Linked DNA regions of Mus musculus: regions 2 and 3 are each linked to region 1. The links are chromatin contacts, called in public promoter capture Hi-C maps. All regions are on one chromosome and are shown on one strand. Each heading gives the region's core, a stretch centred on a gene start, on an enhancer-like site or on the middle of the called end of the contact. The rest is flanking DNA. Distances are from core to core; before and after follow the strand shown. Region 1 holds the start of 1700010I14Rik (RIKEN cDNA 1700010I14 gene). Region 2 holds the start of Mpc1 (mitochondrial pyruvate carrier 1). Region 3 holds the start of Pabpc6 (poly(A) binding protein, cytoplasmic 6).

Region 1 (4,110 bases), core at 617-3,116:
CAAAAATCTCTATCTTTGTTCTATTCACATGCTTAAAGAAGTAAGAAATCTTTTGTGGATATGTAATTATACATATAAAGTATATATATATGTATGATACATGAAATATATTTAGAAATGTTCATAATTTTAATGGATATTCTTTGGTGTGAATAATTGAATACAACATTTTTAAAATATCATCTCTCAAGTTTGCTCTCGTTTGTGGGGAAGGCGACAGATGCCCAGAGAAGCTGTCCATAGGTGGCAGCCAGATCTTCCCACAGACACTGTTTGGCTGAGAGTCAACACAGTCTGTATGAAATGCAGCTGAGAAAACACTTGCTCTCCAGAAAGGAGCCAGAGGCCAGCTTCTCAGTATAAGTGTTAAATCTGTTTCCTGCTCCTATCAGGTTAGTTTTTGTTGACTTCACACAAGCTAGAGTTATGTGGAAAGAGGAACCTCAGCTGAGAAAATGCCATAGTAACTCACTTGTAGGCAAGTCTGTGAGACATTTTCCTTGATTAGTGATTGATATGGAAGGGTCCACTATGGGTGGTGCCACACCCTAGGCCGGTGGTCCCGACTGTGGAATAAATGAGCCTGAGCAAGCCACAGGAAGCAAGGCAGTAAGCAGTACTCCTCTGTGGCCTTCTGCATCATCAGCTCCTGCCTCCAGGTTTCTGCCCAGTTTGAGTTCCAATTTCCTTCAAGGTCAGAGTAAACTGAAATAAACACCCTCCTTCCCAAGTTGCTTTTGGTGATAGTGTTTATGACAGCAATAGAAACCCAAGACAGAGGTAGACTGTGTGTACATGTGCTCTACCTCCTCCAACACCACCATCTCTGCCCTGAGCCTCACGGGGAAGGGGTCAGGGTGTGTGGCTCGGTGGTAGGGCATTCGTTTGCCTCTGAAGAGTGGGTTCCAGCCTGGCACTGTGGAAAAGTTGCTAGTTCCCTTTCATATCAAACCAGGCTGAAAGGGTCAGAATTCACTGCCCGAGTCATAGGTTAAGGTTATAGGTCACCTGGGACTAGGTGCAACTCTGTTCTTCCTGGCTTTCCATAGCACTTAGCCATTGCTGCTCAAAACTCTTCCCTGGGTGAACGCAGGTGTCTGGTCCTTCCATTCCTCTGCCTTCAGGAGCCACCCCCTCCCCCACGTGGGGACAACATGGGCAGTGAGCCAGGGATTTGCTTCCACAAAAATCCACCTTAGTTTTGACAGGTCGTTGCAGTGATAATAATTGAATATACTTCTCCTTCAATCACTTTGATAGACGACTAAACAATAGGAGGGAATATGGGTTTTACTATATTCTTAAGAATCGACACATATTTGACCCTTGACGTTCTGATTTTTGTCACCTAAGGGATAGAATGATTACGCTGACATAAGCCATGATTTGGAAGAATTTTTTTTTCGGCCGTAGGGTGGGGGGGGGGGGGAGATTAACATTTTCCAGAAGTAGGGGAGGTGCCGCTCTTACTAGCACATGCCTTGTGCAAACCAGAGTTCTTCCCTTTCTGTCTGAACTCGAGGATCTGAGTTGGTGACCCTATCGCGTGTCCAGAAACACCTCAGCCCTCCTCTTTAGCATCCCGTGTGCTCTGGTTCTTGCGTCTAGAACCAAGGACTGCAGCGGGGGCACATTCACTGGGGACACCAGTTATCTTTTGTCCCATGCTCTGTAATGAATCTTGCCTAGTTTTGTTTTGCAAAGTAAAACCAGTGAGCATCCCTCCAGGGCTCCCAGACCTGGCTGGGGAAGGTGGCAGACTCCTGGCTATTCTGTTATTCTGCCACCCTGTGGCCGGGCGCCAGAGTTACACTGAGGGGGAGGGGCTAGGAATATTTACTGTTTCCATGGCAACTGCAGCTTCCGTTGGCAACTGCAGCTTCCGTTGGCAACTGCAGCTTCCGTTGGCAGCGAGCCGACCAGAGGGGCAATGGCTGAGGATCAGGAACCTGACTGTAAGTGGTCTGCCTCTATTTTTGTGGGTTTTGACCCGGTTGATGTTTGTCCAGGAAAGCTGGTTTCTCAGAAGTGGTTTTGAAAGTAAAAACCTTTCTGGTGGCAGGAAGTCAGCTCCTGGATCAGGAGGGTTTGCTTGGACCCAGCGACTCAGACCTTTCAGAAGCTTAAGGAAGCTGGCTACTTCTGTCCTCAACCGGAAACAGAGAGCAAAGAACACACGCGCACCATTTCTCCACTCAGCTCCAGGACCCCGCCAGGAAACAGAGTGGGTCTTCCCACCTCAGCCCATTTAAGAAAACCCCTCAGGTCATGGCCACAGGACAACTTCATCTAGACAATTTCTTTTGAGAGTTCCTTCCTGGATTCTATTTTGTGTCAGACTGATAATCAAAAGTAACTATCACCTTGGTATGTGTGTTATAGGATGTGTGTAAAGGCGTATGGAGTGTGTGTGTGTAAAAGTACCTTGGAGGGAAAGGGATGGAGGGGCTCACCATACTCGTTCAGTGCTTTTTGTTTTGAAGCTGAGAGTTTTGCAAAACTTCCTGTACCACACCGCTCTCTTGGTATGTGACTTACAGGTCAGAGAGGCAGGCAGGCAAGCAGGTGTCTGTTTCGAATACATAGATGATTGTCCACACATAATAAAAGTAGGGAACAGCTCACATGTAATAAATCTAACAACCTAACAGTCTAGCTCTAAGTGACACCACCAGTATTGAGAGGCAGAGTTCACTCAGGGAATATTGCTAGAGCAACAGGTTGCAAGTCTACTGTCCTAGTGCACAGCCAACCCCCATATCCACATGCAGTGATGTGGAGGTCATTGACATTGATGGGACACTGACAACACTGCAGATGTCCCTTGAGAGTGACGAGGCTAACTGGTAACAGCCTCAGTTGTGCTTAGCCAGGTCAGCCCGCATGCTAGACACTCAACACACACAAGGCTCAGAGCCAGGCCATTGGCAGGACATCTGCTGGGAGACATGGTCTCTTGTCATTAGAGTAAGCATGTGGCTCATGTCTGCTGAGGTACATTGGAGACCAGTATCTGTAGAGCTTCCTGAACCTGGACTTTTATGACCCTTCTGAGGCTGGTCTAGTTTTTGCATGTATGGTGTGCATGTGTGTGTTGGTCAGTACCTTGGAGAGAGGTATCCCCCCTATAAAACCCTACAACACAGACACCAAGGGGATAGTTAATTTTGATTATCAACCTGACACAAAATAAATTCACAAAGGAGCTCTGAAAAGAAATTGTCTAAATGAGGTTGCCCTGTGGCCATGCCCTGAGAGGTTTTCTTAAATGGGCTGAGGTGGTGTACTGGCTAGTTTTGTGTCAACTTGACACAGCTGGAGTTATCACAGAGAAAGGAGCTTCAGTTGAGGAAATGCCTCCATGAGATCCAACTGTAAGGCATTTTCTCAATTAGTGATCAAGGGGGAAAGGCCCCTTGTGGGTGGGACCATCTCTGGGCTGGTAGTCTTGGTAGTCTGGTAGTAAGAGAGCACGCTGAGCAAGCCAGGGGAAGCAAGCCAGTAATTAACATCCCTCCATGGCCTCTGCATCAGCTTCTGCTTCCTGACCTGCTTGAGTTCCAGTCCTGACTTCCTTTGGTGATGAACAGCAGTATGGAAGTGTAAGCCGAATAAACCTTTTCCTCCCCAACTTGTTTTCTTGTTCATGATGTTTGTGCAGGAATAGAAACCCTGACTAAGACAGGTGGGAAGACCCAATCTGTTTCTTGGGTGGGGCCTTGGGTGAATGGAAAGAGAGCTGAGTGGGGCACTGGTGCGCATGTGTTCTTTGGCCCCTGCTCCTGATTCTGTGTGGGGTCACCTGATCCCAGGTTGAAAATGGCTGTGCTAATTAGAAAAGCCTCACTGGACTGGTGGCTTTGAGTGTTTTCTGGACATAAACTAACAGAAGGACTGCTCTGATGCAGCGTGTACCTTTCCTCAGTTGGTGACACACATTTTTTTCCTGCACATGTTTTGGATGAAATGCAGGACTATCAGCTTTGATAAAAGTCACATTAATATTTTATTAATTGATAAGGGCACTTCTTTGAAGTACTAAGCTGATCAGTTTGGGAAGTCTTAACAATCCCATTCCCAGAAGTATTTGTTTCACCACCTAGCCACGGT
Region 2 (4,110 bases), core at 420-2,919, 700 kb before region 1:
AGGATGTCATGTAGCGCAGGCCAGCCTTGAATGGGTCCTCTTTTCTCTCTCACCTGCTAAGTTACACACTATGACACACGCTGGAACGCCTTGAGGATTGTTTCCATATTAAAATAAGCTCCACAAACTAGCCTTTCCAGGGACAGCTCTAGAAAGGAATTGCTGGCCAAAGGGAATGTCCATTCTTAATACTTATGCATTCCCTTGAGTGTTTGGTTTAACTTCCTATATTCATTTCTGCCAGTGCATTCCAGACTTCATATTCCCCAGTGGCATTCTAAATTACTCAACTTTCCTTGATTTGAGGTATAATCCCCAAATTGTGCTTTTGTTGTTGTTGCTGTTTGTGTGTTTTTTTTTTTTTTTGTTTTGTTTTTTTTGCCTGGCCTTGTTTTTTGTTTTTCGTTTTTTAAATTTTGTTTGAGACAGGGTTTCTCTGAGTAGCCAGGGCTACAGAACTAGCTATATAGACACGGCTGGCCTTGAACTCAAATCCTCCTGCCTCTGCCTCTGCCTCTGCATCTTCGGTGCTGGGATCAAACTCATTTGCCACCAAGGCCCGCTTCAGGTTCGGTTTTGGTAAGGAAGAGAGTCCCCTCTATTCTCGGAAGATTGTTAGAATAAACCGGCAAAAATTAAATCTGAGAAAAGCTGCACATATTTACTATGCATAGAAGGGGAAAACCACAGAAGATTACCATTCGTTTAATAACTTTCGCCCCAAGCCCCACCCCGAGGACTCAGTGGTGACCTTGAACTTCCCACCACCCAGCCTGGTTTACGGCAGTGCTGGAGATGGAACACAGCCAGGGCTTCCGGAGCAAACCTGGCAAGAGCGCTGCAGTCCGGGCCCTGCAGACCCTTCCCTATAAGGGGAAGGTCGTCTTCAGCCTCCTTTTGGTAAACAAAGACTGACACTGGCACGAACTCAGGGGACGGGCCTTAGCGACCCTTAGCGCGGTGTGGCCTACTCGGGTGTGGCTGCGAGCAGCCTGAAGGCAGTTGTGTTCTTCACGCGATCCGGTTTACGGCGGAAGGGATTCTGTCACCTTTCCTCTCCTCAAGAGTGGTAGTGGTGACAGGAAATGTAGCCAGGCCCTTCTCATTACCTCCGGCTCAACTCTCTCTGCATTCTGCCCCCCCCCCCCCCGCCATGTCTGGGGTGTGGCTCTGAGCCTCTGCGGGTGTACAGGCTAAAGCTGCAGTATGCACGCTCCGGGCACTTATGTAACCTGTGCTTTCCACACGTGGGCAGCCACACTTCTGGAGACTGAGGCTCTTAGCTATTTTTAACTGCCTCCCTCCTCTGCACTCGGTGACTCCATCCCAAGCCGGTCGCCGCCGGTTTGCAGGATCTCACCGTCTCTGTGCAGCCGCCCGCGGGGCAAAGGGACAGGCGAGGGGTGACAGGAGCCCGACCTGCCCACCACGCCCCGCTGAGACCCCGGAAGCCTGCCCAGGACCCCCGGGCAGAGGAGTGTCACCCTCGCAGCCCCTAGCAACCGCCAGTCGTCCGGGCCGCCGGGCCCTTTTACGACGGCAGCCCCGCGGCGCGCACCGCCCCGAGGGCAGGCGGGGGGTGTGTCGACCGCGGCAGCCAATCCCGGACGCGCTCTGCGGTCTAGCGCGTTCTCATTGGTGGAGCGCCGAGCGGTCGTAAGGCTTCTCCGAGTGTCGTGAGGCGGGCGCTGGGGTGAGAGCGCCGAGGGCCTCAGCCGAGTCCACAGCGGTGTCATCTGTCTAGGTAGCGGCTTCACCGCCAACGGCACGGCCATGGCTGGAGCGCTGGTGCGCAAAGCGGCGGACTATGTCCGGAGCAAGGACTTCCGGGACTATCTCATGAGGTGAGCGTCATGGTAGGCCGTGGGGGAGCCGCCCGCTGCGGGAAAACCCTGCGGCGCCGTGCCAAGGTAGGAGAGCGGCGCACGGGTGGAACGCGCTCCTACCGGTGCCCGAGGGGACGGCGCTCCCGAGGGTACAGCAAGTGACCGAGGGGATGGCGCTCCTACCTGTGACTAGGAGGGCAGAAGGGACAGCGCTCACACCCGTGCCTGAAGGGACAGCAGGACTCAGGGGACGTAGCTCCCACCCGTGACCTAAGGGACCGCAGGTTACTGAGGGTACAGCGCTCTTGGTTAAGGCGACCTAGGGAATGGCAGGTGACAGGGAACAGCTCCAGCCCCGCGAACTGAAAGACATGGTGTGACTGGGGACCCCGCCCCAACCTGTGCCGGAGGGGACGCCTCTCCCACCCATGCCCGAGGGGACAGCGCTCCCACCCGTGACTGAGAGGACGACAAGTGACCGAGCGGACAGCGCTCCCGGGCAGGACGACCCAGGGAATGGCTGGTGACAGGGAACAGAGCTCCAGTCCTTGACTGAAAGACGCGGTGTGACTGCAGGGACGCCGCTCCGGCTCGTGACCGACCGGACGAACACCGCTCCTGGGCAGGCAGTCAGGATGCCCTTGCGTGGGTTGACGTGGGGACACTGGGTGCTACCATCCCCCTCCTCGTCTCCCGGCCCGGGACTTGGCGGGAGCGGTGCTGGAATGTGCCGGGATCCGGGTAATGGGAGCTAGAATTTGCAGCACAGAGGGCGGGGTTTTTTTTTTTTTTTGGTTTTTTGTTTGTTTTTTTGTTTGTTTGTTTTCCATTTGACGGTGCTTGGGGGAGGGGGACCGGACAATCATGTGTCGCAGCCACGCAGTGCGTCTGAGAAGAGGCATTTACTTGCAAGGTGTGTGTCCCGAGGGCTTGACATTGAGAGGTTGAAGAAGCACTTTCCAGAATTCATTTTCAGTTATAATTTCCTGGTGCCTGATTCTATTTTAAGGATCTCACAAAATTTAGAAACCGATTACAATATTTCCAAGCATAGTTTTATTTTCTTGTGATTTTAAAGTTAGATAAGTGGAGGGCTGCTTTTTAATTTTCTTCTCAGTGGTCAATACCGAGCCTGCCAGTGGTGGCATTCGCCTTTAATCCCAGCACAAGGGAGACAAGCTGGAGGATCTCTTGAGTTCAAGGCCAGCCAGTCTACAGTAGTATTGTAGTTAATAGTAAATACTTAGTGCCTTGAGTTTCTACAACTGTCTTACTCATCCGTCTTCACCATCTTGATTAATGTCTTTTCCTTTGCGAGGCGCTTCTGTTTCCCTGGGACCCGCCTTCATGCCTGGGCTCAACCCCCAGTGCACCGTGCTGCTGCACTTGATTTTTGATAAGACTCAGATCAAGAACTTTCTATATTTCTAGGTCTGTTTTCTTAACAGTCCCTCAGTCCCTCCCCCACCCCCGTTCTTTTTTGTTTAATATTGAGTCTCAAACTCAGGTCCTGTGCCTTAAAAGGCCTACAAAGTTATACCCTCAGCCCTCGATTCTTTTTTTTTTTTTTAATTTTATGTATTTGATGTGAACCTGAGTATATGTACCTATGGAGGTCAGAACAGGCATCCTGGAACAAGCATGCAGACAGTTGAGAGCCTTCATGTAGGTCTGGCAATGAAAACCAGCTCTTTTGTAAGAACAGTAGCGTCATTACCTGCTGAGTCATTGAGTCATATATCTCCCCCCCCCCCCCCCCGAGACAGGGTTTCTCTGTGTAGCCCTGGTTGTCCTGGAACTCACACTCTGTAGACCAGGCTCAACTTCAAACTCAGGAATCCTCCTGCCTCTCCGCCTCTCTCAAGTTGCTGGGGTTAAAGGCGTGCGCCACCACTACCTGACTCCAACCACTTTCTTAGTTTTACTTTTGGGTGCTTTGTTTTAAAGATTTATATTTTTTTATGTATATGAGTACAATGAAGCTGTCTTCAGACACACACAGAAGAGGGCATCGGATCCCACTACAGATGGTTGTAAAGCACCATGTGGTTGTTGGGAATTGAACTCAGGACCTTTGGCAGAGCATCGCTCCAGCCCTGTTTTGTTTTTGAGACAGGATCTCTACATATCTCTGCATGTCTTGGAACTCATTAGACCAGGCTGGGCTTGAATTCACAAAGATCTTCCTGCCTCGCAGCCTCTCTCTCTGCCTCTCTCTTTGCCTCTCTCTCTGCCTCCTGCCTCTCTGCCTCCTGCCTCTGCCTCCTGAGTGCTGGGAATAAAG
Region 3 (4,110 bases), core at 599-3,098, 680 kb after region 1:
TGATTTTACCAGCAAGGGCAGGGTGCATGGCCTGAATAAGAGAGAAGAGCCATTCCCCTAACATTTGCTTTTGAGCTTGAGGAGGAGCAGAGGCCAACATGGAGGCAGTCAAAGACTCTTTACCTTGGACAGGAACAGCAGACCGCTGCGTGCTGACATGTGGCTGTGTATTAGGATGCTGAGGGGGATTTCGGACTCCAGCAGTATATTTATACTGGGTAATTGTGCGGGTGGCAGGAGCAGCTGCAGCAGCAGCAGCAGCTGCAGGATGTGGGCCCATCATCTGTGTGGATGTGCTGGCAGTACGATGTCGTATAGCCTGTGAGGTAGTGGGTCCTGAAGTACTAAATGATGGCATAGTATGTGATGGGTGGATGGTACTAGACATGTTTTGGAATGGATGAGCTCTGGTACCGTGAGCACTCCCACGGGCACTTGGTCCTTGCTGAGTAGTCTGATTAGGAGCACAGTATGCCCTACGGCTCTGAGTTGGTGTAGCTGTCATGCAGTAACCTGACGGCCCCTGCGCTGGCTGGAAAGGGCTGACGACTGGGTTAGGCCCGGCACTGGTGCTTGCCATTCTTTGCATGTACTGGTTACTGAGGTGAGCCTGGCGCTCCTCTTTGCGTTGAGCTAAAGCTACGTAGAGTGGTTTGGTGGCCACTATTTTACCATTCATTTCTGTAACAGCTTTGGTGGCTTCTTCTGGAGAGGAAAAACATACAAAACCAAACCCTTTGCTGCGCCCACCCTCCATCGTTACCTTTGCACTAGTAATCGTACCAAAAGGGGAAAACTCCTTCCGGAGACGCTCATCATCGATACCATCATCAAGGTTTTTCACATAGAGGTTAACACCTTTGCATCTGACGCTTCTATCTTGTGGTACCCGTTCAATTTTGTGCTTATCTTGCTTCATCTGCCCGAATTTGTGCTTCAGTTCAGTCTGTCGTTCCACCTTTTTCTGAGCACGACCTACATAAATTTGTTTTCCATTGAGGTCTTTTCCATTCATCTCTTCCACTGCCTTTCGTGCATCTTCATGCCTTTCAAAGCTTACGAATCCGAATCCTTTGGATTTTCCACTTTCATCAGTCATGACTTTAACACTTAAGGCAGGCCCAAATCTGCCAAATAGATCCTGGAGTCTCTCATCATCCATATCTTCTCCCAAATTCTTGATGTAAACATTGGTGAACTCCTTGGCCCTGGCTCCAAGTTCAGCCTGCCTGTCTCTACGAGACTTAAAGCGACCAACGAACACTTTGTGGTCATTTAGGAACATCCCGTTCATTTTCTCAATTGCTCGTTCAGCTTCTTCCTGTGTCTCGAAGTGTACAAAGCCGTAACCCTTGGAGCCATTCTCATCACACACCACCTTACAGGAAAGGATGTTACCAAAGGCAGAAAACGTATCATACAGCGTTTTACTGTCAATGGATCTGTCCAGATTTTTCACAAATATGTTCCCTACTCCGCTCTTGCGCAGCGACGGGTCCCGCTGAGACCACATGATGCGAACCGGCTTGCCCTTTATCACGTCGAAATTCATGGTGTCCAAGGCCCGCTCGGCGTCCTCCAGCTGCTGGAAGTTGACGGACGCGTAGCCCAGCGAGCGGCGGGTGATCCTGTCCCTGTACACCCGGATGGAGAGGATGGGCCCTGCCGGGCTGAACTTCTCATAGAGCATCGCCTCGGTCACGTCGGGATGCAGGTCCCCCACATAGAGTGAAGCCAAAGAGTAGCTGGGGTCGCTGGGGTTCATGTCTGCAAAGGCTGAGCAGGGAGCAGGAGCAGCACAGGAACAGAAGGCAACCGGAATGGAAAGGCCCTCAACTGCCAAGAACCCGGAGGTCGGCGGCACGGGCGGGCTGCTTCCGGTTGGGAAATGGGGGCTGTGATGCCATAAGCTGGTTGTCCGGGTAGAAATCAGCCTCCCTACCTGGGTTCCGGACACTGGTGGTGCTGGTTGGTCTTGTTCGGTTGGTTGTGGCTGGTTATTTAATCAAAGTATCCGGTGGAGAATGCTCTGATTTGAGGATTTCTTTTTCTTTCTTTTTTATTTATTTTTTAAATAGTAGGAGTGGGGTGATACGTGTTTGTTCTGAGCTTGAAGCATACACCTTATATGCTCTGCACTGACCTCAGGGGCAGATAAAGATGCTTTTAAGGGAGCTATTTATTTCCTGCAAGCAAAAAATAAAATAAAATAAAATAAAATAAAATAAAATAAAATAAAATAATCTCAGTGAATAATCCTGTTTGTTATATTCTAGCTCAAACTAGAGTCTTGATTACACATGAATATGAACATACACATGCGCGCACACACACACACACACACACACACACACACACACACTTGGGATGAGCAGGGGTGAGGGAGGAAGAGAGAGAGAGAGAGAGAGAGAGAGAGAGAGAGAGAGAGAGGGAGAGAGAGGGAGAGAGAGAGATTCCTTTGAAGGTAACTCTCTATTCATACTGCAAAAGAAAACTTTCAATACAGACCAAGAAGATGATTTTGAGAGCTTAAAAATTAATCAAACTGAAAGTCCCCATCCGGGACAATGCAGTAGCAAAGGCAAATTACCATAAACATCAAAAATATTATTTCTCACTTGGAAGTCCAAGATGAAGATGTCAATAGATTGTGTTTAGTGTGTGTGTTTGTGAAGAGGGGTGTTCTCTTGAATGTAGGTAACACCCCAGTACAAACACAAAGGTAAAAGGGAGAAACTAAACTTTGTGAAGGCTGTTGAGGAAGTCAATAATTATTCTGAGGGCCACTTGGGACACAGTGATATCATTCAGTTTGGCTGTTTTACTTATATGCTCTGGGTTTGTTGTTGTTGTTTGGGTTTTGTTTGCTTGTTTTTTTAGAATACAAAAAGAAGTGGTCTCCTGTTTAAGTGCTTCACATTAATGCATCAAAAATATGAGTAACGTACCATGGTCTCAAATTTCATACTTCAGTCTAATTTAAAAAAAAACTCATAATTAAGAGAGCTATGAATCGGCTTTCCATTGACAGATACTTTATTCCAGATGCAACTAATTAGTAACAGGAAGATAGTGGCTTGGGGATGTTTGTGTTATGTGGTGGTGGTGGTGGGAGGGCAGAATATAGCTAATAAGCTACCAAGGGCATAGCTCTGGGAGAAGGGAGGATGCGTGAAGAGCATCTCCCCTTCATCCTAAGCATCTCTCCAGCATCATCCCTGTAGTGGGATCATTTATTATTATCATCAGTGCATTTGGGTGTTAATAGATGTTTACACTTTCCAAAATATTTTATATGCACAATGGTATAATATGTCTTCAATGCCACCAGTAACACCACATGTTTCTTAACAAGACACTGAATGTCTGAGAAACCAAGCAACACAAAGAAGGTCACTTTTGTTTGCCAATTATAAATTATAACGTGCTGTTTCATAACCCCTGAAGATTTTTGCCTGAATGTACATTTTGCTGCCAATTCATTAGAAATTGGAATCTCTCAATAGCTCTAAACTGTTATGAAAAGCATGAAATTAATATGTTAAATAATACTCTCTATTTAACCAATATCAGCTGTGTACGGGGACATTCTCTTCCCCTCCCTCTTTTTCTGTGGTGGTGAAGAAAGTACTCAGGGCCTTGTACATGCTAGACAGGCATCCCCCATCTACAACTAAGCTACAAGCACAGCCCTCAATTATGGAGAATCAGTCAGGCATTTTCAGAGACAATATCTCCTGTATGCCTGTTGTGTGCTTCAGAAACTCTGGTTCCATGAAATCACATTTTAATTTGTGACACTCCTGTTGGTAACAATCTATCAGAACTAAATGGATCTACAGATGCTGTCCATGCAGATACATTGTCTTCAAAGATGTGTTCTTCTAGAGCTTTCCTTCTATCATGTGGAGCTAACTCAATCCATAAATCACAGCCTGTGAAGTCCCCAAGAGAATAAATAGACAAAGTAATCTACACACACAAAGTACTACAACTGATGATCACCAAAGGAAGGATCAGTGACCAACCTAGGCTAAGAACAGGCTGTAGTATAGAATTCAGTGAGTTAACATTCTCTCCTAATGACCAACAACAACTACAACAACAACA

Evidence for each region. Promoter capture Hi-C pulls out the DNA fragments that hold promoters and counts their contacts. Capture Hi-C pulls out chosen DNA fragments and counts their contacts.
Region 2: a contact with region 1 is called in a promoter capture Hi-C map of adipose tissue. The contact joins the promoter of Mpc1 here to the promoter of 1700010I14Rik in region 1. A contact is called at or near these places in 1 of 39 promoter capture datasets (cranial neural crest), 1 of 115 datasets of contacts at active chromatin or transcription factors (bone marrow-derived macrophages) and 1 of 9 other capture datasets (adipose tissue).
Region 3: a promoter capture Hi-C map of embryonic stem cells shows a contact between it and region 1, with 2.7 times the contacts expected there. The contact joins the promoter of Pabpc6 here to the promoter of 1700010I14Rik in region 1. A contact is called at or near these places in 3 of 39 promoter capture datasets (embryonic stem cells and hippocampal neurons).

What each region holds. Positions count from the first base shown.
Region 1 is chr17:8,986,467-8,990,576 of GRCm38.p6, forward strand. 1700010I14Rik (RIKEN cDNA 1700010I14 gene) reads left to right here and starts at 1,867. Exons shown (of 10, transcript NM_025851.3): 1 at 1,867-1,955. The coding sequence starts at 1,931. Pde10a (phosphodiesterase 10A) reads left to right here. Exons shown (of 22, transcript NM_011866.2): 22 at 1-182.
Region 2 is chr17:8,282,118-8,286,227 of GRCm38.p6, forward strand. Mpc1 (mitochondrial pyruvate carrier 1) reads left to right here and starts at 1,670. Exons shown (of 5, transcript NM_018819.5): 1 at 1,670-1,844. The coding sequence starts at 1,774.
Region 3 is chr17:9,667,856-9,671,965 of GRCm38.p6, forward strand. It overlaps Pabpc6 (poly(A) binding protein, cytoplasmic 6), which reads right to left and starts at 1,849. Exons shown (of 1, transcript NM_001163836.1): 1 at 1-1,849. The coding sequence starts at 1,765.